Regions from separate parts of the Sus scrofa genome. Here region 2 is linked to region 1. The links are chromatin contacts, called in public Hi-C maps. All regions are on one chromosome and are shown on one strand. Each heading gives the region's core, a stretch centred on a gene start, on an enhancer-like site or on the middle of the called end of the contact. The rest is flanking DNA. Distances are from core to core; before and after follow the strand shown.

The links. A called contact is a pair of places that touch in the nucleus more often than the background predicts.
Region 2: a Hi-C map of omental adipose tissue shows a contact between it and region 1, with 12 times the contacts expected there. The contact joins the enhancer-like site here to the promoter of JKAMP in region 1. A contact is called at or near these places in 4 of 47 Hi-C or Micro-C datasets (mesenteric adipose tissue, omental adipose tissue, retroperitoneal adipose tissue and 1 more).

What each region holds. Positions count from the first base shown.
Region 1 is chr1:188,596,485-188,602,212 of Sscrofa11.1, reverse strand. It overlaps JKAMP (JNK1/MAPK8-associated membrane protein), which reads right to left and starts at 3,757. Exons shown (of 7, transcript XM_021102711.1): 1 at 3,616-3,757; 2 at 1,536-1,627; 3 at 837-991. The coding sequence starts at 3,619. All of the region lies in intron 4 of L3HYPDH (trans-3-hydroxy-L-proline dehydratase), which reads left to right.
Region 2 is chr1:206,465,107-206,470,944 of Sscrofa11.1, reverse strand. No RefSeq gene overlaps it. Among named protein-coding and RNA genes, the nearest start is that of BNC2, 540 kb to the right of the region's middle. Within about 2 kb of position 2,779, at least 4 of the 83 cell types and tissues checked have an H3K27ac peak or open chromatin away from gene starts, as enhancers often do. A contact at or near this core is called in omental adipose tissue, where this site is marked.

The DNA.
Region 1 (5,728 bases), core at 2,508-5,007:
TCATCAAGAGCTCTCACATTCTGGCCTCAACCCCCTTTCTTACTCCCCTTTATATTACCTTTCTCTCATACACAATCCACCATTTCACCACCCAACTACAGCCATTCTCACCCACTACAGATCACGCATTTCACACTTCTATGCCAGTGTTCATGCTGTTGCGTCTGCCTAGAATGTTCCTTTTTTGAAGTGTTTCAGATGCCACCAGGCACAATTTATCTCTTCTATTCTTTGTGATTCCAAAGCATTTTGTTTATAATGCTTTTATATACTTTTTGCTTAATTACATTTGACTGATTTATATTAGAATCAGTTGTGTGTGCCTTTGTTTTCTCTACAAGACTGTGACTATAAGCCACATCAGTTATGTTTTTGTTTCCTCCCCTGATCTTCTAAACATAAAACACAGTGCTCAACATATTTTTATTGATTTAATATTTTACTATGAGTTTTTTTAACGAGATTGCAGCTATAACATTTTAACTACATTATACCAGATTACTAGTATTAAATTAAACTGCAAAGTATTTGTTTTAGAACAATAAACAGTTTGTAATCATAGCCAATACTTTGTAGAAAACCAATAAAGATTATAATTAAGAAATAAAAATATACATAAAATCACTCAGCATGAAACAAAGGATATTTCCCTTAATATTTACTGAGGTATGCCCTATCATTAAGTTTTCTTGCCACAGTCAAAGGTAATCAGAAGATAAAGGAAAAACAGGTTGGTCACTTTTAAAACAATAGAAGTAAAATTGCTTGATAAGGTCTTATAAAAGATAATTATTCCAACATCAGTCCATCCAGGAAGATTCACAGAAAGTGCTAACCTCTTTTTCCCCGAGTACCATTCAATGAAGAACCAATGTAAAACAAGAGGAAGCATAGCCATAAATCCAAGATAGAGCCAGTCATACAGTTCTGGAGACTCTGTGCAAGGCTGACAATATTTCTGTGCATTTGTTCTCTGTCCTCTTGGACATACCTACAATATATAAGAACAGTATTTTATGTACAGATATTATTTTAGAACCTTAACGCCTCCCCCACAAATCATTCACTGACATCCCACTTCAATTTAAACTTCTATTTACATGTGCATCTAAGAGAGAGTATAAGTAAAATAAAAAGCAATCTACACTGTATTTGCTATATCTGTATAATGCCCTTAAATGACTCTCTTTATTAAGTCACCAAAATGGTTGAACAACAAAAACCTAGTTATTCACACAATGAAAGTAACTGCAGAGAAATGCTCTGGAGTTGTAAATGTTAACTTACAGTCCAAGTCACTGTACTATATTAATGAAAAGTTCATTAGAAATTATTATAAAATTATCAAATTAAAAAATAGTAATTGTGACTGTCAGAAGATGTATTATACACAACCAATATAACAACACAAATAAGGATTTTATTAATGCCTCCATATTCTAAGTTGAGTACATTGAAGAAAACAGTTTCTACATGACAATATTTCAGAAGCAAAAAGGTTTCACAAATGAAATAATATATAAATGTTCACTTACCCCACATTCTCCATATATTTCTGTTGAGCCATTTTTAAATAACAGGGTCTTCCCACAATAAAGTCCAAGGCATGCTGGTTGAATATCGACAGCTTTTTAAAAACAAATGCCAGTATAGTAACATCTCTTGTGATTATAAAAAATAAATCAGTAATAGCTGAAAATTTGGCCGAAGTATCTCAAGACAGTTTCAATTTAAAAATATGTATTAGACAAAAGTCTTGATGCATTTATTTAAATTTTTCCTTTTACCCTGTGACACTGCAGAAAGTCATATGGAACCTTGTAGCTAATATTGTTCCTAAAAATTAAGGTCCCCAAACAGCAGAGCACACTCTGTCCTCAGAACTCAAAGCCTACCTTGGTTGGTCTCCAGTGGCTCCAGCCAGCCACTGCCCTTGATTAGATGGTCTAGAATTTCCCTTTTTTAAAACTAAAGGACTTATCAATCACCACTTTTTATTCTGCACAGTCAGGACATTAAGTTGACACAGACAAACACACACACACGAAATCTATTATCACCTTTCTTCGTGATAGAACACATTTTAATACCAGAAAAGCAGAAGGGACACATAATTTCAGAACATAGGTAAGGACTTTAAAATAAATACATTCATAAGAAGCTTAGTAAATTGTCCTAACTTCGGTGATTTTTGTGGAGGACAGGTGACAATTTCGTCAAGGTGGCGTAGGCCTCTGACCAATACTTGGGAACCCCTGCTTTAGAATCAACCCCTGATGTCAAGGCTTGGAGAACCTAAAAAGTGGCTCCTTTTTACCTAAAAACTCAGAGCCTACAAACTGTCATTGACCTCATCTACAGGAAGAAGTTATTGAAGGAAGGTTTTTGTTTTTGTTTTTAATATATCAGTGACATCTGATTCCCTTTGATCATGGATTCACTCATCAGTAAACATGCATCAAGTGTCTGATTCCACAGGTTAGGGACCACAAAATACCCACACAGGAACACTACAGAGTCACTCCGTCAAAGAACCTACACCCCAGTGTGGAATAAATCCCAAACAAATGGGGTCAAATGTGAGCTAGTTTGAGAAATTATGCATTTTATGACTATTCTTGAACAACCCTTTCCGAAATTCTTCATGAATTCACAATCTAGAGACTGCCTGATCCACTATACCCTTTCTTCTTTCAAGTTCAAGTAGACTTTTTCTTTCTTTCTCCGTGTGCTGTTGAGAAAGACAGAAATAGTACTTAAATGCCTCAAGCTTAATATTTTCACTTTTGCCAATTGCCGACTTCTTAAAAAATCCATAGGCTTCTTTACTTAAAACTTATTTTTAAATCAATCGTAATACACCAAGTGTAATCATAAGGTTCTAAACTTATAGATGGAAACGAGTTGTTTCAGATTTTCCAAGACAGCAGAAGTTAAGAATTGGAAACTTCTTCTATACTGGTTTTGCACCTAGTAGATGCTTAATAAATGCATCTGGGTGTAAACAATCTAAAGTTTCCCAAATCCAAAGCCTGAAAACCGGTATGATAAACTGAAAGCAACAGCTTATCATCGACCAAAAAAACCCCTGGCTCCCAGGGTCCGCTCATTTTTTCCTTTCATTTCCCTTATTAAAGGAGGTCTAAAGGACTTTTTTTGCAACCGTCTTGCTTCTTTGTGAAGGGCCCTAAAAACTTACGTTAGATGCTGAAGCAGGACACAACAGTTATGCAGCAATTAGTTTCTGCTTCCTTTACTGTTTTCCTGCACTTACTTACGCCCTTGCTTTAAATGTCGAGTCAACCCACAGGAATGTTAAACAAAGGGACTGAAACAGAGGGGCTGAAGTGACATTCTGAACAAACAACAAAGGTCTGGCCTTTCCCCTGCAGTAGGCAGCCGTTCTCCCTCTGCAGTCGGTCTCCCCTCTGCGGCTAGTGAGCAGCGCAGCCCATCCCCATCCCACCTCGGCCCAGCCGACAGCGGGTGGAAACAAGGGACAAAGATTCGCTGCTATTCGGAGGCCACCCGCTGGGGCCGAGCCCAGAGCTGGCAGCATAGGGAAGAAGCAGGGACTAGGATGAAACGCTTCCCAGGACCTCGGCGACCACTCACCCATCGGCAGCTTGTAGGTTTCCCGGGAGAAGCTCCGGGATCAGCCAACCCCGCCACAGCGCCCGGACATCCGGGCCAAAGCCGCCTCGGCGGCCCCGCCTCCTGGTAACCCGGTGACCGTCCCGAAGCCCCGCCCCGCCTCGCGCTTCCTGGTATAAGCTCCGTGGCCCCGCCCCCCCTGGCGCGGACGACGCGAGTGGGCCTGCGGCTTAAAGCGCCGGTGGTCGCGTAGTGGTTGATCTCCCGGTCGACGACAATGGCAAGCAGGCTGCCGGTGGCTCAGCTGCCTCCGCACGACCCGGGGACGCCGGCGCTGTCCGTTGTGGACATGCACACGGGCGGCGAACCCCTGCGAATCGTGCTAGCGGGGTGTCCGGAGGTGGCTGGACCCACACTGCTGGCCAAGCGGCGCTACATGCGCCAGCACCTTGACTACGTGCGGCGACGGCTTATGTTTGAACCCCGGGGGCACAGGGACATGTACGGAGCTGTGCTGGTGCCCAGCGAGCTGCCGGAAGCGCACCTAGGCGTCCTGTTTCTGCACAACGAGGGCTACAGCTCCATGTGTGGCCACGCAGTGCTGGCGCTGGGCCGCTTCGCGCTCGACTATGGCCTCGTGTCGGCGCCCCCGACCGGCGCCCGCGAGGCCCTCGTCAACATCCACTGCCCGTGCGGGCTGGTGACCGCCTTCGTGGAGTGCGAGGGCGGCCGCAGTCGCGGCCCGGTGCGCTTCCACAGCGTCCCAGCCTTTGCGCTGGCCACAGGTAACCCGTAGGACTCTTCCAGCCCTGCAGCCCTGGACCCAACTAATTACATTAACTCTCTCTAGGCTGGAACTCACGCACGCAGCACAACTAACCCACTCCACAAGCCTTTGCAATCAGTAAGAAGGTAATCCTAAATCACTGCAAATGTGTGACAGCATCTTAGCCTTGCGAATTTGTGTAGTGCATGCAATTTGATTATCCTGCAGATCTGTCCACCTGTGGTTTGGGGAGAGCCTTGAGGAGTGCAGAATTCCGTGTTTCCCTTACTCAGCGCCTAGTTCCCCACTCGTCAGACATTCCTAGAGATTTCACAGTTGGATGAAGCAAGGTCCACTAGGGTCAAGGAAAGTACAAAAAACAGCCGACCTACCGGGGCTCCAAGCTGGCTCAGAATTTGCTTGCTAACATGTTATTACCCCCAGACAAGTTAGTAGACACAAGTTACTAAAACTCGTCTGCAAAAAGTGTTTTGCCCACTTCTTAAGGGAAGAATTAAAGAATCAAATCTTTTCAAGAAGATATGGACGTTGCCTTTAGAATAGAAACAGACGTTGCCTGGGTCCAAATCCTTATACCTCCTTAAAGTTGTCAGCCTTTGTCAAATTACTTCTCTGTGCCTGTTGTGTCCTCGTTTGTTAACTCACTGAGGTTTTTTTTGTGAGGGTTTAATGAGAGTATATACAAGGAACTTAGAATTTTAAAAAATATATATTTTCTTAGAGACAGAAAGACTGCAGAATATTTAGGGTTGCTAGTTCTCTAGGTGTGCAGAGCCTTTCAAAGGTTTTGGTGGTTTCTGTGGTACAGAGCCTGAATGTCATGTGAAATGGAGTGTCTATGCCTGTAATCCTTACAAAGAGGGAGATTCCTACAAATTCTATGAGTAAAGGCTGAATTCTGTCACTGAGGATGCGTTAGTAGTCTGACTGAAGTGAGCTGGAAGCTGATTTAGTCCAGGAATAGGGGTATCATTCCTTTTCTCCAGAGTCTTCAGGCCATGCACATCCTTCTGTTAATTTGATCTTGATCTTCCTCTTGGATTTGAATTCCAGATTAGCCTGATTATGACTGCTATGAATGATGCAGTGTTAGCCCAGGCATTTGAGTCTTATAGCAACCTCAGGCTGCTGAATCACACAAGTTGATAAAGAATACCACTTTGGGGAGTTCCCATTGTGGCTCAGCAGTTACCGAACCAACTAGTATCCGTGAGGTTTCGGGTTCAATCCCTGGGCTCGCTCGGTGAGTTAAGGATCTGGAGTTGCCGTGAGCTCTGGTGTAGATCTCAGACACATCTTGGATCCCGAGTTGCTGTGGCTCTGGCGGACAACTTAATTTCTGAATTC
Region 2 (5,838 bases), core at 1,530-4,029, about 18 Mb before region 1:
GGGTTGGCCCCTGGGGAGAGGGGACACAGTGGGCACAATCAGCTGTGGTCAGGAGGGTCAAAGGTCAGTACTCAGAATGTGTGTGAGCTGGAGAGGCCAGGACATGGTGGACCTCTCTGCCTCCAAAACAAGGCCCTCCTGGCCACTTGCTGTGGGCGAGGTTCTTCCACATTCTCCATCCCATCAGGTCCTCTTGGCCCTTAACTCTGTCCCCATTTTACTGAGAAAAAACTGAGGCTTGCAGAGGCTAGTGGGCTCACTCTGCGTCATCTTGTCACAGTCTTGAGGAGTGAAGGAGGGGAGCGATACATGCCAGCTCCCACAGCTGTCCGCCCTCTCTTTCTGTGTCTGTGTGTATCTCTCTTCTGTCTCTGTCTCTCTCCCACGGTGGCCCATCAGGCACCATGACAGGCTGGTGTGGGAGATATTTGGACCGAGCACATCTCTGTGTCCTGCAAGCTCACCACCCAGGCAGAGGCCAACTCCAGCAGGAGGTTGGTCATGAGCCAGAGAGGCTGATTCCTTGGAGGCTCAGCACAGAACAGCTGCCGCTTCTACTTCGGCTGCTTCTGGAGGCCACACTGGCCCTGACTGCACACCCTTTCCCAGGCTGCGCCCTAGAGTGGGGGGTCCTTAGACACAGACAAAGGAATAGCTCAGCCTCACAAATGGCTTTGAAAATGGGGCCTCAGGGATTCCATTTGGCTGACACACTCTGCCCTGGCCCAGGCCTCATCCCCCAGAGGCGTCCCCCAGCCCCTGCCGGCCAGCTGTGTCTCCCACCACCACCCACTCTAAAGCCCTGACCACACGGACGTGGTGGCTCAGCCCAGAATTCCCCGTCACGCCCCTTCCCACACAGGGCGGGGCAGCAGGCAGGGACTGTGGCAGCAGGGATGGTGGGGGCTGACTCACCGCCAATATCAGACTCTGGTCACAGACCCCCCCACAGGGCACTGAGGGCCCTCCCTGCCTGAGCCGAGCAAGGTGCTCGCACACCTCTTGCCCATCGTTCCTGTCTCAGATGAGACCTCGAGTCTGAGACAAAGGGTGTTAATGCACCCACATGCTAATGGGCAACCAGCTATTGCAGCACTTCTGTGGGTGACCACAAAAGACAGAGTCACCGTGAGCCCAGCTCTCTTCCAGTGGGGTGTCCCTGGGGACCTGTGGAACCCTTCCAAGAATACGGAGGCACTGACAGCTTTGAAGACATCACTTTCCAGCCCCTCCGTCTTAAGCATTCTTTCCTAAAACCAACGTAGCTGAGTGTACACGGGTGCTTTCCAGTTTCCCACAAAACAAAGAAAGGCCTTGCCCATCCTGAATCTGGCTGTGGTGCATCTTCTCAGGATGTTAAATCCTCAGAGGGCCAAACACAGGACTGCGAGAAAGATTCCAGGAAAAAGCTAAGCCAGGAATGGGCCCTGCAAGTGACAAGTCACCACAAACCCTATGCTTTCTCGCTGACCACGAGTCCATCTTGGCATAAGAAATGCATATGTTCCCGGTACACATTAACTTATATATTTGAACTGAAAAATGAAATCAGAATTTCCCTTTTTTTATGAAAAGTTCTGATCTAGCTGTTTAGTTTTTGCCAAATTACATTATATGGTGGCTGCTTTCCATAAACTAAATCACCTAGATCTGCAGCTTCAAGGTTTTTTTTTTATTTGTCTTTTGTCTTTTCAGGGCCACACTCACGGCATATGGAGGTTCCCAGGCTAGGGTTCCAATCAGAGCTACAGCTGCCAGCCTACTCCAGAGCCATAGCAATGCCAGATCCTAGCCGCATCTGCGACCTACACCACAGCTCACAGCAACACCGGATCCTTAACCCACTGAGCTAGGCTAGGAATCAAACCCGCAACCTCATGGTTCCTAGTCAGAATCTTTTCCGCTGCGCCATGACAGGAAACTCCATTCAAGGATTTGATGAACAAATATTTAAAGTACATATATCATGTTCAATACACCAGAAATCTTGTCCGTTGTCACTGTTTCACCTTCTGATGGGACATTCTTTTTTTTTTTTTTTTTTCTTCATCTTTTTAGGGCTGCACCTGCGGCATATGGAAGTTCCCAGGCTAGGGGTTGAATCGGAGCTGTAGCTGCCCACCTACACCACAGCTACAGCAATGTGGGATCCAAACCATGTCTGCAACCAACACCACAGCTCACAGCAACACCGGATCCTTAACCCACTGAGCAAGGCCAGGGATCCACATCCTCATGGATACTAGCCAGGTTCATTAACCGCTGAACCATGACTGGAACTCCATGATGGGACATTTTAGATGTCAGTCTTAAGTGCTTAAAAATAAAAGCTGTTAAAATGCTTAAAGATACTTGAAAGGCTTCATGGTTTTGCAAAATCATTTTAGGAGGTAGTCAGACAAAAAATTTGGGAAGCTGGTCCCTAAGGCCCGCCCTTCCCTCAGGCTGGAAGAGGATTGATCAGTAGAGACTGATGAGAATTTCCGCAGAGCTGGAGTTGTCTGTGAGTCCACTCTGAGCCCCTTGATCCTCAGGCAGGGAGAGGGGACTTCCCCCAGCTCCAGGTTGACCAGGGGGCTTGGAGAAGATCACAGGTACAGAATGTGTGTGTTTCCCACGCAGAGAGAGTGACCTCACCCCTCTGGCCCGATGCATACAGAGCCACAGAAATCTGAGCCCTGGTGACAGGAGGAACTGGAGCCTCCCAGGAGGGGACCCTGACATGAAACTGGGGAGTGGGACACGCTGTGCTGATGCCTGGAGTTCATCTAAGGAGAAGCGGCTGGATAAAGACAGCCTGAGGCAAGGGACAGGGAAGTGACAGTGGGAAGAGCAGTGCTTCCACTGAAGGCTGAGAAAGGACGAGGACGCAGGCCACTTTCTGGGGACCAGGTGCACCTAGGAAGGCAGGAGGTTTGGATTTTGTCTTGGGAAGGTCTCCAGCCAAGCAGGCTTCCTGCCAGGGCCCAGTCACCAAAAAAAAAAGGAGCTGGAGGTGGCCCACAGAACACAATGCCGGAGAGGGCAGGTCACAAGCTGTCAGCTTGAGACTGTGTCTCTCAAGCCACATAAAGGCATAGCAGGGGAGCCCAGGAGGACCCCCAAACACAAGAAAATGAGCCAGTGTTTATATGAGTGCCTCAGTGCGGGGTCCCAAGTGCCAGATTACAATAATCCAGGCAAAAAGGACCTTCCTGCTCTCTGTCGCACCTCTCTGTCTGTGCCAACCCTGAGGAGCCAGAAGCTTCACAGTCAGTAGAAAAGGAGATTGAAGGGAACATAGTGAAGCTAACCACAGCCCATTCCCCTGAGTCAGGGTGGAACGGGAACAGGGAGAGGCTTTAAAGTGGCTGAGAAAGTGAAGCTTTGGGATGAGACTGGGCTGGAAGTTGTTTGACAATATCAGGAAGTGATGAATCTGCCAACATTGAGACATTACCCAGGCTGGAGGAGGGACAGGCAAGGGTAAAACTGTCCAAAGTCATGTCTTATTTTTTATTTTTTAATTTTTTTTGCTTTCTCCACTGCCTTCCCATGGAATCAGATCCCATAGGGCTATCAGGGACTGGTGGTCAAAGCTGGTGCCCATGGTTTAGGCACCAGAGAGCGCACAGATGGGAACACACCCGCATGAGTGATGTCAGCCAGAGGAGCAGGACAGGTGGTTGGCACTAGATGAAGGTGATGGAGCATGGCAAGAGAGAAGGGTCACCATCCAAGCATCAGTTTCAATTGAACAGCGCAGGGGATTGGGCCCCTGGGAGAGTGAGGACTGCTTGTGACAGAGCCTTTGTCCTCAAGCATCCCCCAGTTTAGTAACCATGAGTCACAGGGGGCTGTCTGTGACAGGTGCTGAGAGTGAGGTGTAACGTGTTATAAGAATTCGGAAGAGAGAGACAATTGATTGGGGAGCCTCTGAGTTGGTCTGTGAGAGATGGGAGGCTGAAGATGCTCAAGAAGTTTACAGAGGAGGAAGGCAGGCTTGCTGTGCCCTGGGCATTGCCCTCATAGCCCTGCAGCCCAGCAGTCTCCCAGAGGGCCCAGACAGCACTACCCACCAGCAAAGAAGCGCCTGTGGCCATCTGGAGCCCCAGACCTGAGCCTTCACCACGGCCAGCTGGGCTCGGGCACAAAGACAAGCTGGGGCCGCAGGTGGAGGTTTTGGACGTGCCTGGTCCCGTCCAGCCAGGTCCCTTCTGTCTCCATTCTTATTGGCTCCAAAGCTAGGGCATGCACACTGTAAACATGTGTACATATATGCACACACACGCATGTGTATGTACAATCATGGGTGCACACACATACTGCAGGTGGTACTTGTTTCAGGGACCAAGATCTTTGGGGAAAAAGCAGAGCCAAGAACAGGTGAATATATTTGGCATCCCAGGCCCTCGCTCACCAGATGTATCTATTTTGATAAGGGCAGTCAACAATGGGGAGGGAAATAGCCTGGGCACATCCCACCTACCTTGGAAGGCTTAGGCACTGATGGCTGTGAGTGTCACCTCTGACCCCCTCCCTCGAGCACATGAGCACTGTAATGTCTCAACTCCTCTCCTCAGCATTCTCTTCCTCCTGCAGAGGAAGCTATGGTCATCTCGGGAGCATTTGGAGCCCTGAAGTCTCATTGGCCTGGAGATGCTCAGCTCTCCATGGGCACATGGGTCCCTCAGAGTCCTGCCCTGGACATCTGGCCCCTCGTCTATCCATCCTTTGGAAGGAAAGCTGCTCTCATTTTAATAAGAACAACCTCTAGAATCTCCAAAGTCAGTTCTAAGAAGGAGAAACCCTGCTGAGGAAAGGCAGCTGATCGATGACCTGCACTGTCCCTCAGTTTGACCTCCTCTTGGCCTCACTCCCTTTGACTCCCATTTCCACCAGCTTCCCAGTCCTAGGGGAGTATTGTTCCCCTGATTGCAGTCAACAAATATACCTGAGTCCATACATATTAACTAACCATATCCACTCCAAGTGGCCTGGATGACGATCTTGCTGTCACCAAAGCCCCAAATTTCCTGGGAGCAGGGCCAGTGGAAACTCAACTGCCCATCATGATGGGTCTCCAGGGCTCCAGGTGCTGGGAGCTGGTGTCCTCAGTCCACTCTGGTAACTGTTGGTCCCCAAGGCCAGCCTGCATTGTACTAAGGTGGTCTGATTGCTGAACCCAATGGCGTAGTTTTTCTCTTGCTTGTCCTTGAAGAAAGGGCACCTTCAGGAAAGTCAGAAATCATACGTGGGAGTGAAAATGCTCACCAGCCCAGAAAACCTCTCCACAGACACAGTGGGGAATGGGAATCCAGGCCTTCGGTTCCTGACCCCTTGTAATTCCCTTCTCATAAAGCCTGTCCCTTAGCCCATGCATCTGTCCCCACCCTGGTGCATGATAGGAGGAGCCACCTAACAAGCCAACTATATTAGTCCACTTGGGCTGCCCTACCAAATAGACCGAGTGGCTTTAACAAAAGAAGTTTATTATCTCATAGTTTTGAAGGCTAAATGTCCAAGATCGGGGTGCCAGCAGCATTGAATTCTGATAAGGCTTCTCTTCCTGGCTTCCAGATGGCTTGCCTTCTCAGTGTGTCCTCAGTGGCCGTGTGTGTGTGTGTGTGTGTGGCTGCAGGGGGGGGTTCTTGTGTCACTTCTTATATGGGCACCAGTTCATCAGATGTCACCCCTCTGAGCTAGTTTAACTTTAGTTACCTCCCTAAAGGGTCTGCCTTCAGATAGACTCACATTGCAGCTTAAAGCTTCAGCATATGCACTTGAGAGGGACTCGGTCCATAATAACCTTCTCTTGGTCCTCACACTGAACTCCCCCAAAGCGGTCCTTACCTCCAA